Regions from separate parts of the Drosophila melanogaster genome. Here region 2 is linked to region 1. A link is a contact called in public Hi-C data. All regions are on one chromosome and are shown on one strand. The core of a region is the stretch at or near the end of the contact, and the rest is flanking DNA. Distances in the headings are between cores, read along the strand shown. Region 1 holds the start of Gmppb (GDP-mannose pyrophosphorylase B). Region 2 holds the start of Tim17a2.

Evidence for each region. Hi-C and Micro-C count contacts between places; a contact is called where the count stands out from the background.
Region 2: a contact with region 1 is called in a Hi-C map of the Kc167 cell line, with 2.3 times the contacts expected there. A contact is called at or near these places in 3 of 107 Hi-C or Micro-C datasets (the Kc167 cell line, the ML-DmBG3-c2 cell line and embryo) and 1 of 7 datasets of targeted methods (the Kc167 cell line).

The regions. Positions count from the first base shown.
Region 1 is chr3R:4,808,521-4,814,269 of dm6, reverse strand. It overlaps Gmppb (GDP-mannose pyrophosphorylase B), which reads right to left and starts at 2,826. Exons shown (of 5, transcript NM_001300235.1): 1 at 2,044-2,826; 2 at 662-1,010; 3 at 294-599; 4 at 1-31. The coding sequence starts at 467. ctrip (circadian trip) reads left to right here and starts at 2,174. Exons shown (of 11, transcript NM_001300233.1): 1 at 2,174-2,287. It overlaps Hus1-like (Hus1-like,), which reads left to right and starts at 2,174. Exons shown (of 2, transcript NM_058078.4): 1 at 2,174-2,287; 2 at 4,996-5,749. The coding sequence starts at 5,011.
Region 2 is chr3R:5,259,111-5,264,859 of dm6, reverse strand. Tim17a2 reads left to right here and starts at 2,168. Exons shown (of 2, transcript NM_141267.3): 1 at 2,168-2,334; 2 at 5,701-5,749. The coding sequence starts at 5,715. The region is part of intron 1 of Hph (HIF prolyl hydroxylase); the gene reads right to left. lncRNA:CR45793 (long non-coding RNA:CR45793) reads left to right here and starts at 349. Exons shown (of 1, transcript NR_133327.1): 1 at 349-1,103.

The sequences.
Region 1 (5,749 bases), core at 1,577-4,076:
GCTCGGCTCGATAGCTGACGGCTAAAATAACCTGCGAGAAAGAAGTATGCATTATTTTAGAAATATAAAACAAAAGAATAATCTCTTTTAGAGGAAGTTGATTTGATTCTTAGCGTGTTATGTAACCGTCTTCCCTAAATTTGGCAACGGCAACCAATATGGAACAAGATCAACTGTTTTCTAAACATCCAAAGGTGTTTAAAAAACCTTGTTTTAAGAATGATGTGCCATATTTCCATTCTCCTAAGCAATGGGGCAGTTTGGGCGTCATTAGTCTAAAAAACTGGATATACCTGACGACATCCCGCATCGACGAGTGCCTCCAGTTGGTGGAGAAGAATCGGCTTATTGGCAAACTCCACCAGTGGCTTGGGCGTGCTGAGGGTCAGGGGTCGCAGCCGGGTCCCATAACCACCGACCAGAATCAACGCCCTCGTCCCGTTTCCCACAGCTGGATTTCCACACATCACTTCTCCGCTTCCGCTTCCGCCTCCTTTCCGTTCTCCGGTTTCTATAGTCCGTAAGCGAGCGACACGTCACACCTTAAAGTTCTCGAGACTTTCTCCGTACAACGAGATTCCGTTTCAGCGGTCAAACAACTGCAATCGACGAAGGCAAGTGAGTGACTCAGTTGGTTGTCTTTAGTTTATTGTTTACTCACCTTGTTGCGCTATCTATTTCCTTGTTGTTGTTTTTGGAATTGTCTTTTTTCGTGATAAGAACCTTTGTGCTTCTGGTTGGATGCACTTGCCTGTCCCAAAACAATAATAGTTTCTATTAGTTTTAGATGGACGTTTTCAAGGCTTAGGAATATCGATCTTGTCATTGAACATTCAATATGGTCTTTGTGTATTTTATTATCATTTGTTTTATGAGTAAACTCGCCGCACAGGAAAGTAAATAAAAACCGAGCTGGCAAAGTTGGGATAACACTATCGGAAGATGGCGATGATTGCGCTTCGTCCCACTCGCAGCAGCGCTGATAGCCGGATTCCACCGAACATTTTACGCTAAATTAATAAAATTTATTAAAATTCATTTCTTGTTAAATTGAAGAATCTTAAAAAATACTTTTCAGTTTAATTTAAATTAAATAACCTATCTAAAGACCACAATCAGGCATGTTCCGGTAATAGTAATATTTTTTCGATTACGATTTGGCAAAATCTTTCGACTTCGTTTTTAGGTGCTCGGGTTTTCGCGGAATTTTTGCGATCGGAATGTTTTGTAAACAGGAAACAGATGTCTAAGCTGTATTCCAGACAATGGAGCGACCAATTTTTTCACAGTTTTAGTTCCGATGTTCGCACTGCACTTTGTCCATTTAAGTAATTAAATTAAATAGTATTATTTACGAACAGTACTTTCGACCCTCCTTTAAATTAATTACGAATTTTTTTTCATTACATCTTATATGCATTTATACTGTTTATACTGTATTGTTTCACCAATAGTATAGCAGTCTTCCTGATAGCTTTTGTCGACATAATTATGAACACTTGCCAAATCGAAACTTTTTGTTGCCAACTGCAAAATTTTGTTTGTCAAATTTCAGGTGGGGTCAGAAATTACTTTTGTTTAATATAACTAAGTCTAAAAATGATCTTATGGTGATGTGGAACATAAACATCAATTAATAAATATCAATAGACCAGCAAACTATTTTTTCCCCTTAGTTAATAAGATCTGATTTGATATAAAAAAGGCATTTACTTTTTAAAAGGCCGTTTTACAAATTAAAATTTTCTTACGAATTCGATTACCGGAGCATTCCCGAATAATATTGTAGAGAGCAAAACGGGTTGATGGTTTCTAAGGTTTCAACGGCATTACTGTTTTGACTATTCCCTACATTTCAAAATATATCAAAAAGAAAATCCTAAAATGTACAGTAGAAATTCAGCTTTTTATAGCTTACTTAAAAGTTTCGCAATACTTATTCTTGAAAACGCAACTCAATGTAAGTTTATGTATAAAGTATACTTCTGTATACATTAATACAATTATAATTGTAATTAATTAAATCACTATAATTATAATTACCATGCATATCGCCTACAAACCAAATGCGGTCTGCGGCGAAGGTAACGGAAGGCCCCAAATGCATCGTTCACATTCAAATAAACAAAGCATTCCCCATCGGTATCGTTATCGGTTTTCGATGTCGATAGTCGTTCGTAGCAAGACGCGGTCTCACTGGTGCACATTGTTTTCCGTCGCGTGTGAAAATTGCTGAGTGTATAAAAACTGTGCATACTTAGAGAAAACTTCTGCATTTGGTTGAAAGGTAAGTGCGACTGCTGCGGACGCCATGGAGACCAAAAAGCTTTGCAAAGGCGAGCCTATGGCGATACGAAGAAGTAATTTGACCACTGATTTTATGGGGCTCCGAGCTCAGACGAGATACACATACGCACACATACACACGCTTACGTTTCAAATAGGCACCAGCGAGACGGAAAACAAAATGTCGACCGAATTGTATTTTCCTCTATTACTTTTTCCCACCGATTTGTGAAGGTTTATGCCTTTCGAAGGCTCGGAAAAGTGTGGTAAATTTGTGCTTTCCCAATTAGAAGTTTTTGATTGAGTGACATCTGGGTTTAAGTGCACTTTTTTCTGAGGGCAATCTCCAATATTGATTTTTACAATGGCTGCCGAGGAGTCTCATTCATTTTCCAGGAAAATGTGCACAGAAAAGCTTATACCAAAGTGCATAGGTGATTACAATTCCAAATGAATGATTTTCCAAATAGTTAGTTGATAAATTTACGAATAGAATTTTCTCGCAAATCAATTTTGATCGTCTTTCGTGTAGGTTATCCACTGATGAATACGTATGTGTGTCTTTTTATTCTATTCGAGTTGGTATTTTCTTTTATTTGATAAGGGGTGGGTGGGGGTCGAGCGCATCTTGTTTAGTTTTACTTTCTCTTTTATTTATGCTGCAAACTTCAGCGGGTGGTGCTCCATCCATGCTAGCATGTATGTATGTATTTAGAGTGAGTGTGTGTGAGTTAGTGAGTGAGACTGCAAGGCAATCACGTTTCTTATTCTCAGCATATTTATTTTCTGATCAATTTTTGGCCTCTTTTCAGCACTTTAATATTCTTTCCTCCCCTCTCCAGCATTTGTTTGAATTTTAATATTTAATTGTTAACGTACATATGTACATAGATACATACGTTTAGATACGTTTCAATGACGCGAGGGTTTCAGCAAGAAAGCAGATACATATATATACATATTTGTGTAGCCATTATTTTTTTTCGCTTCTTTGTGAAATTCGCTATGCTGCTGTGACGTCATAGGTCAATTTTTAAAGAGAAAAAATAAACAGCTGATTGCCAAATAGGCAGCACTGTCGTGCGAGCTAGAGTTGCCCTTCCTAAAAGGCCTACTAAATGTCATAAAATAGCCCTCATTGCACTGAACAAAACTCAACCCGGAGAACTCAGTGACGTACTTTTTCTGAATTTTAGGGATTATTACATCAGTTTTTGTATGCTTCCTTCATTCCTGATGCCATAGTATTACTAGCTTTGTCAACTTATACAGCAACTCAAACAACCCATGTGTATGGAAAGAACAAAATATGGTAAGTACCAGTTCATTTCTGAAAGAACTCTTAAAAGCAAATGGAAAATCGCTGAGGTACTGCCAAATTTCTTGTTATCCACTAACCACTCTGCCACGCATAAACGTTTGAGCTCATTTTCATTATCAATAACCTTGAAGGTTGATTGAACTGCGAAAGGAAATATTTTGACCCCCTAGACGGGATATAATTTGATTTCCGCCCCCGGAGCCCCCTGGCAACACCCTCCCCGCCCCGGGAGCCAACCCTGGAGCCGCCCCTACACTTGAGCCGTACAAATCCTGTCTGTCGTTTGATGACTTTGTGTGCAAGGAGAACGAGGCAGTCTTTGTATCTGACTGCGTGCTTCATTTCGTCGAGCTCCGTTTCGTTTAGCCTGCTCTCTGCTCACCGCTTCGCCCACCAACAAAAATACAAATAAATAAATGAAAAGAAGAGCCAAAACACAACTCGGAACTCGCTCTGCGCTTTGTTTGCCTGGCTCTTCTTTCCCTTCCCCCTCCCTCTTCCGTTTTCATCATTCGCCGTGTGTATGTGCGATGGACGAGCGAGTGTGCTGTGTGTGTGGGTTCGCTGGCGCCCGTGTGTGTGTGCGCCTTTGTACATTGAACTCAAAAATTCGAACTCGAGAAGAAAAGAAAAGAGTGAGAACGAGTGGAGACCAAGTCGGATAACCGACCCATCCCCTCCCTCTGGTGCCGTAGTCCACACACCTCATTAACCACCCGAAAAGGGGTCCCGAAGTCGTCTCGTATTCGTCGTCTTCATCCCAACTTAGAACCCTTTGATCAGGTTGCTTCGTCTGCTGACCCAGATGACGTCCATCCCAGATCCAAGACTTACCTAAAATGTTAAGTGAGTGGGACGTAAATGACTCCGATCAAAAAATAAATAATCCGTGTAATTCCTAAGAATGAAATATTACGAGAATGGCAAAACAGTTTATTCGAAATATCAACTGACTGATTGGGTCGTCTCAAATAGGATTAGTGCTAACAAATGGCATTTAATGCAATTCCTCTGAATTAGGGTGTACTATAAACTGTTGAACATCTGAAATATTGAGCTTGGGTTAGCTCTTTTTCCCCTGTTCCATACAAATCGATTTTTATAATAAATCAAAATATTGCAATGACCATTATGCATTGTTGCATTTTTAACAATTGCGAATTCTACAGTTATTGGATAGCCCAGATTTCAGTCTCAGCGCTATGGTTATATGGAAAATGAAAACTATTTTGTATAATATTTGAGATTTAGCGAACGGCAACCCTAAGGGAACGCTGCGTAGATTTGGATGCCTTTTTAGTTTTTGGTTGCCCGGCTTGACTCTGTTTTTTGTTCTTTTTTCTCCCTTTATTTCCTGATCATTACGATCCTGCTCTGATCTTGTACAGTTCTTTGCTGACAAGATGAAGTTCCGCGCACTGATGCAGGATCCGCTGTACATGAAAGAGTTCCAGGCCATTGTGGCCACTTTAACCAAGCTGGCGAAAGATTGTGTGATGATTCTGGGCTCTCGGCAGATGCATTTTATCGTGAACGAGGATCAGAGCTCCGCTGCATCGCCCTTGGTTTGGGCAGGAATTACAGCTGAGGAGTATTTTCCGGAGTATCGCATGGAGGCTGCTCACCCGGATCAGGAGTACATAGTTCTAGGCGTGTCTTCGGCGAATCTCGGAAGAGCTTTATCTGTGCTTCGTGGTGGAGGCGTAAACAGCTGCAAACTGAAGCTTCAAAGAATTCAGTTTCCGTGCATTTCGGTAATAGCCTCGGTGCTTACGTCGTCTTCAACAGAAGCCCGTGAAGTGGTGCACGATGTTCCAGTGACCATAATCCCGGGCAGCGATTGGTCTGCCTACGTTGTACCCAGAGTTCCAAACTCACAGTTGGCTTTGGGCCTACCAAGCCTAAGATTGCTCAAAAGTCTCATTGACAAGCTGAAGAATATATCACCCAGCCTGGAGTTTCAGGTCAACGTGGACGGAGAGCTCAATGTAATAGCCACCTCTGAAATGTCCACTGTGACTAGTCGATTCCAGAAATTACTAATTCGAACTGTGTCAGGATCCCAGCAGGAAGCGTCCTGCTCTGTGGATTCAAGGAAAGCCTCGGCCTTCTTTGGAGCACTTCAACTCCCTAACGAAGAAC
Region 2 (5,749 bases), core at 919-3,418, 450 kb before region 1:
AATCTAGCTATTTTATGGCCAAAAACTAGATTATGAGTGCTCGAATTCTGGTGTGTTAGTCGAACATGTGTTAACGTTTATAAATTAAATGGACATCTACGAGCAATACTTGAGGCATTTAAACCCCAGTTCAAAATTGGCTAAGGTGAACTGTACGTCTATCCCGGATTCGGAATACAATCGTTTAATACGATAACATCAAGATCGTAGAAAAGGTTTAGTTTGGACTACAAATTGTAGTTCGTTTGCTGTAACCAAATTTTTCTAGCTATTTTCTGTCCGCCTCCCAAATCCGTTCATCACTATCTCAGAGCGTCCATGAAACTACGAGTAAATCAGAAAGTTGGGGGCCTGGGAAGCAGCTAAATAATCGAAGGAGAAGCAGCCGCTTAAGGCGATAAGCAGCACCTTGGTAGGTGAGAGCAAATAATGAAAAATACGTACATATTGGTAAAAGGTAAAAGGCAGCTGCAGATAGCGAAAAACCGAACTGAACGTGCAATTTATGGGATCGGATACCCCGCAAGGTTCCAGAAAGCGGGAGGAAGCTACTCGTTCCGCTTGCCCTTCAAGAGAGTTTAAACACTCTCTGCCAAGCCAAACCAATTGCAAACGTAAAAGCGGGGAAAAGCGGAGGCAAACAGTAAGGCAGAAAGACAAGCGCAACAATCGTCACGTAGCCCAGCACACACACCAATGCGCAATTGGCACACGCACATGCGAGCGACCCATACAAACGCAAAGAAGCCACACGCACAGGCGTTAATGCGAGAGCCAAGTGAGTCAGAAAGAGATGGTCGCCAGCGAAGGGAGTGTGAGAAGGTCAGCGATAATGTAGATATTTAAAATGTTTGATACAAATATCTGCTAAAAATGCTTAAGAAACACTAACGAAGATGAGGCACAGAACGGCGGAAGCACGCGGAAGCTAGGCGAATGTGCGAACCAAAGAATTGGGTCAACGGCCCAGTTCAAAGTCGCCGCCAAACAACGTGCACGCAGAGAAATCGGGGAGACCTTTTAAAGCGCCATTAAAATAAAGAAATATCCCAGAAATCTGCCCAACATTCTGTAACCAAGATATATAATATATATAATAATATAATATATATATATAATAAATAAATCAGTCATAAAATTGGTAACGAAAAATATCAAAAGTATCTTATGGAATAGGAATAAAGATTATTCTATCTTCTGTCCTGTCTATACATTATTTATTATTTGGTAATACCCTTGGGCTAACAATAATAATAAGTCCCACACAACCCAGTTTCGAAGCAAAATGGCCACTAAACTGAACTGATTTCTTTTAGTGCAAACACGTTTTCGTGTACATTGTAATGATCGATTGGCGCCCTTTTTGTCTGTGATGTATTACGTGCGACAACGGCGACTGCGGCACGTGTACCACACCAACTCGCAGCCCTTTTGGTGGGCGGAGAAGCACCTGGGAGAGGGGCGTGGCGACGCACACGCACTGAGTGGCAGTCGACCTTGGTGACGTGCGTCTGCCTACGTAGCTCGCTCGGGCTCGCACTGGGTTCGAGATCCATCACTGGGAATCCATCACACAGCTGAAGGAGACCACAGACATGGGTTTACACCCAATTGGAAGTGGATAACATAAATAGAAAAGGGGAACCTTTAAGGAAATCCCTAGGAAATTTACGAATATTTTTAAACTAAATACCATTGCAATAGTTTTATATTTCTAATGTTTCCAATGGTTGCATAGTTCACATCGCAAGATATTCGATCTAAATAAACTTTATTTGATTTAAACTGGAAAGCACTTTCTCTGCTTTCAAAACTACATTTAGACATTCAAGTTCGGAAATGAAAAAAAATGAGGTGAGCAACGCTAAGGTGAATGCATTCTGGCTGAATCTTAGGCAAATCAAAAAGTAGCAGAGCAAACTATCCGCGAATGGATTGATTCCATATTGACTTTTCCTATCAATATTGCTGATTCAAATTGGAATTCGGTGGCGACAAGATGCGGTTTTTTCGACTTTTTCTGTTCATCGAGTTTTGCGCAACCGTATTGTTTGTTTTTCCCAGCAAGTTGCTTGACACATGTATTTTAGCACATTTCTAAACAATGACGGAATTTTGCAAGCCCCTGGAAATGAGATCACGTCGGTCCGACTGCGCTAATTGTTTGATAAAGAACAACACATCCCGCCGCAGATTGAAATCTCGGAGCTAAGGCATTCGCTAAACTCTGATAACACGATTTGAACGATACGCTTGCGTATTCCCGGCACGTAGGCAAAACGCTCCGGACCTCCCGGCCGAACGGACCACCCACCCACTTCGGGCGATAAGAAGGTAGAAAATACTGCACCTGACAAAATCGATTTGCAACAGTAACATAGAAAAATGAAGGCTTTTATTTGTGTATCCAAGTAAAAAGAAAATATCATAACTATCGGGTGGGAAGTTATCTGAATTAGTTCATATGTTGCACTTATTAGCTACAACTGCACATCCAGGAACACAAAATAATTTACTGCACAGTGTGGGGTTGATGATGACTCAGCCGGATTGGCTGAAAGATAAAATTACGAACAAATTTCTATATGTGCTCCGATGTGTGCGGTTCATGTTTGTTGTATTCGTTAATGCCGGGGTGCAAAGCAAAATAAATAAGCGAGTATTAAAGATTTGGACGCAACAAACTGCGCAACAGAATAATTACAAAGTCAGCACCTCCGCCCGGAAGAATGCGAGTCCGGCTGCGATTGCAGGTGCTATCAGATCGGGCATGGGTGCCATATACACTATGCGGCCGGGCACGTAATGCCGAAGGTAAATAAATACTCGACTCGAGAGGTGCCATCTCGGAGCAGAATGTTAGCAATCCGGAGACAGTCAAATCGCAGGGCAATTACGAATCTCATCTGACAATGCGATGAGTTGAATGGGAAAACAAACTGTTTCTATTTTTAAACTTTTACGTCTGAGAATATCGGACAGCCTATGTAGTACGTGCAGACATCAATCTAAAACCAACACCAAGTGTTTGTCTCCTAAAGAGTCCTTTCCTGGTTCCCCATTGGATTGGAAGCTTTACCTTGAACACCTGTAATATTATATCATATGATTTGTGTATACTTTAACAGCAGCAGTTCCAAAATGAGCCATGGTTTGGCTAATACAATTATACTAATTCACCCAAGCGATCTAAGATGATCTAGCAGTGCTATTCAATGTTTTGATTTGTGTTATAGGACCTTTTGCGAGGTAACTAGTATAAGCTGTATATCAACAACCAATAAATCAGCTGCGAAGAAGCTTGAGGATCGCGAAAACCATAAACTTCAGCGCCATATGAGCGATATGTCATCAGCTGTGTCATGTTCTGCTGTTGATTCGTGAGGCTTCTCAGGAGTGGGCACGTAACCGCTTATCGTAATTGACTTGATGTGCAAGTGAAGACGATAGGGGGCTACGAGCAGGAGGATGCACCTAGTGGGGTATATTTGGGGCTATAGATTTCGCTCCGGGACAAACTGCAAACGCAACTTCAAGTGTGCGGTCGGCTAGCTAATCGCGGTGCTTGGTTCAGTTACATTTAATAACTAGTTATCAGGTGAAATCATGGCTAATCAAATTCAAGATAAGCTTGCACCAAAACGTAGAAAATCTATTCTACCGAGTCATTTGGATGTTTTCAATAAGATATTGAAAATAACTCATCAATATCTGAGTGGCATTTTTCTTGTACAAGTTTTTGCTCGATCTATGTACGTTGTCAAGAAACTGTTTACACACTGTGAAATAAGTTGAATTTTTGACTTTAAAGCTAAAAATTAAGGGTTTTTTGCTTAATTAAACGAAATTTTTTTAAATAATATAATTAAACAATATTTATTTTATTTATAAATCAAAAAACAAATTCAAAATATTAAATATACAAGAAAATAAACAACGAATTCCAAGTTTACACACTTTTAAGACTGTCAAGAAACTCTTTACACATTTTGTTTTCCTACTTTGTTTTGTTCTTTTTCTTAGAACGAACTCGATTTTTCCGTTATTTTTGGCTTTGCATTGCTTTTTACAACGCTTCTATTGAAATTTGTTGACTTTGCTTGTGAAATTTTGCTGATCAAACGTGCTTAAAGCGAATTATTAAATTTAATAAAATGCCTGGAAAGAGATTAACTTTTGAAGTTACCCAATTAATAAACTATAACCACCAGTTGGAAAAATCTTTTCCAGAATTAGTATAAATGTTTCCTGTATCCCGTAAGACCGTCTACAATGTTTTAAAAGGCTCGGAAAAAGAGGGCAGGCTTGAACCTAAGAGTGGTGGTGGGCGGAAAATTAAAATTAAAAAGCGTGTAGACTGCTTTATTATGCGAATAGTGATTGCGAACCCCCGAATCTCGGTCAGATCACTTGCTCTAGATATCAGGCAAGAATGTCACCTAGCTGTGTCACACGAAACTGTGCGCCAAGTCATCCTACGCCATAGGTACTCTTCAAGAGTTGCAAGGAAAAACCCTTTGCTATCAGATGCCAATATTGAAAAGCGTCATTTATTCGCAGTGAGCATGATGGATCATGCGGAAGAGTACTGGGATGACGTCATATTTGGTGACGAAACAAAAATGATGCTCTTTTATAACGACGGGCCAAGCAGAGTATGGCGCAAACCGTTGAGTGCGCTAGAAAAACAAAATATCATTCCAACGATAAAATTTGGAAAAATGTCACTGTTGGTTTGGGGCTGTATCACCAGCCGTAGAGTGGGAAAACTAGCCTTAATTGAGGGCACAATAATTGCCGTGCAATATCTAGGAATTTTAAAAAACAAATTTGAAGGCCAGTGCAGAAAAATTTGATCTAGTTAGCAACAACAAGCCAAATTTTATATTTTAAGAGGACATGATCAGAAACATAAAGAGTGCAATGTACGCACCTGGCGCCCTTATAACTGTGGTAAAGTGATCGATACGCCCCCTCAGAGTCCTGATCTGAACCCCATTGAAAATTTGTGGACCTACTTAAAGAAGAAGGTGGCAAAAAGGAACCTAAAACACAACAACAGCTTATGACTGTAATAGTCGAAGAGTGTGAAAAGATCCCGTTTGAATATGACCTGCAAAAACTTGTCCAATCCATGAAAAAAGGGCTTCAACTTGTAGCTAAAGCCAATGGGGAACATACTACATACCAAAACTTTTAAAATTTTAATAAAATAATTTAAAAATTTAGGATTAAACATCGATTTAGTGTTTTGTGTAAAGAGTTTCTTGACAGTCTCAAAAGTGTTTAAACTTGGAATTTGTTGTTTTTTTTCTTGTATATTTAATATTTTTAATTTGTTTTTTGATTTATAAGTAAAATAAATATTGTTTAATTATATTTTATAAAAAAAATGCGTTTAATTAAGCAAAAAACCTTTAATTTTTAGCTTTAAAGTCAAAAATTCAACTTATTTCACAGTGTGTAAACAGTTTCTTGACAAACTGTATATTTCGTTTGTAGGACCATTGGTAAATATTTGTATCTAGTTAGAACGGACGTAAAAGTCGTAAGGCAACATTCTCAAAGTTATGTATAATCTATAAACACACGTTTTTAATCAAAGGCCATATTGGTCAAAAGCTGATAGCACATATTCGCAAAACAAGGAAAGTTCACTACAAATCAAGTTTTGAATTAATTACGGATTCTTTTGGTCAGTACATCACCCGAACATGGAGTACAATCGCCAGCCGTGTCCCATCAGGAT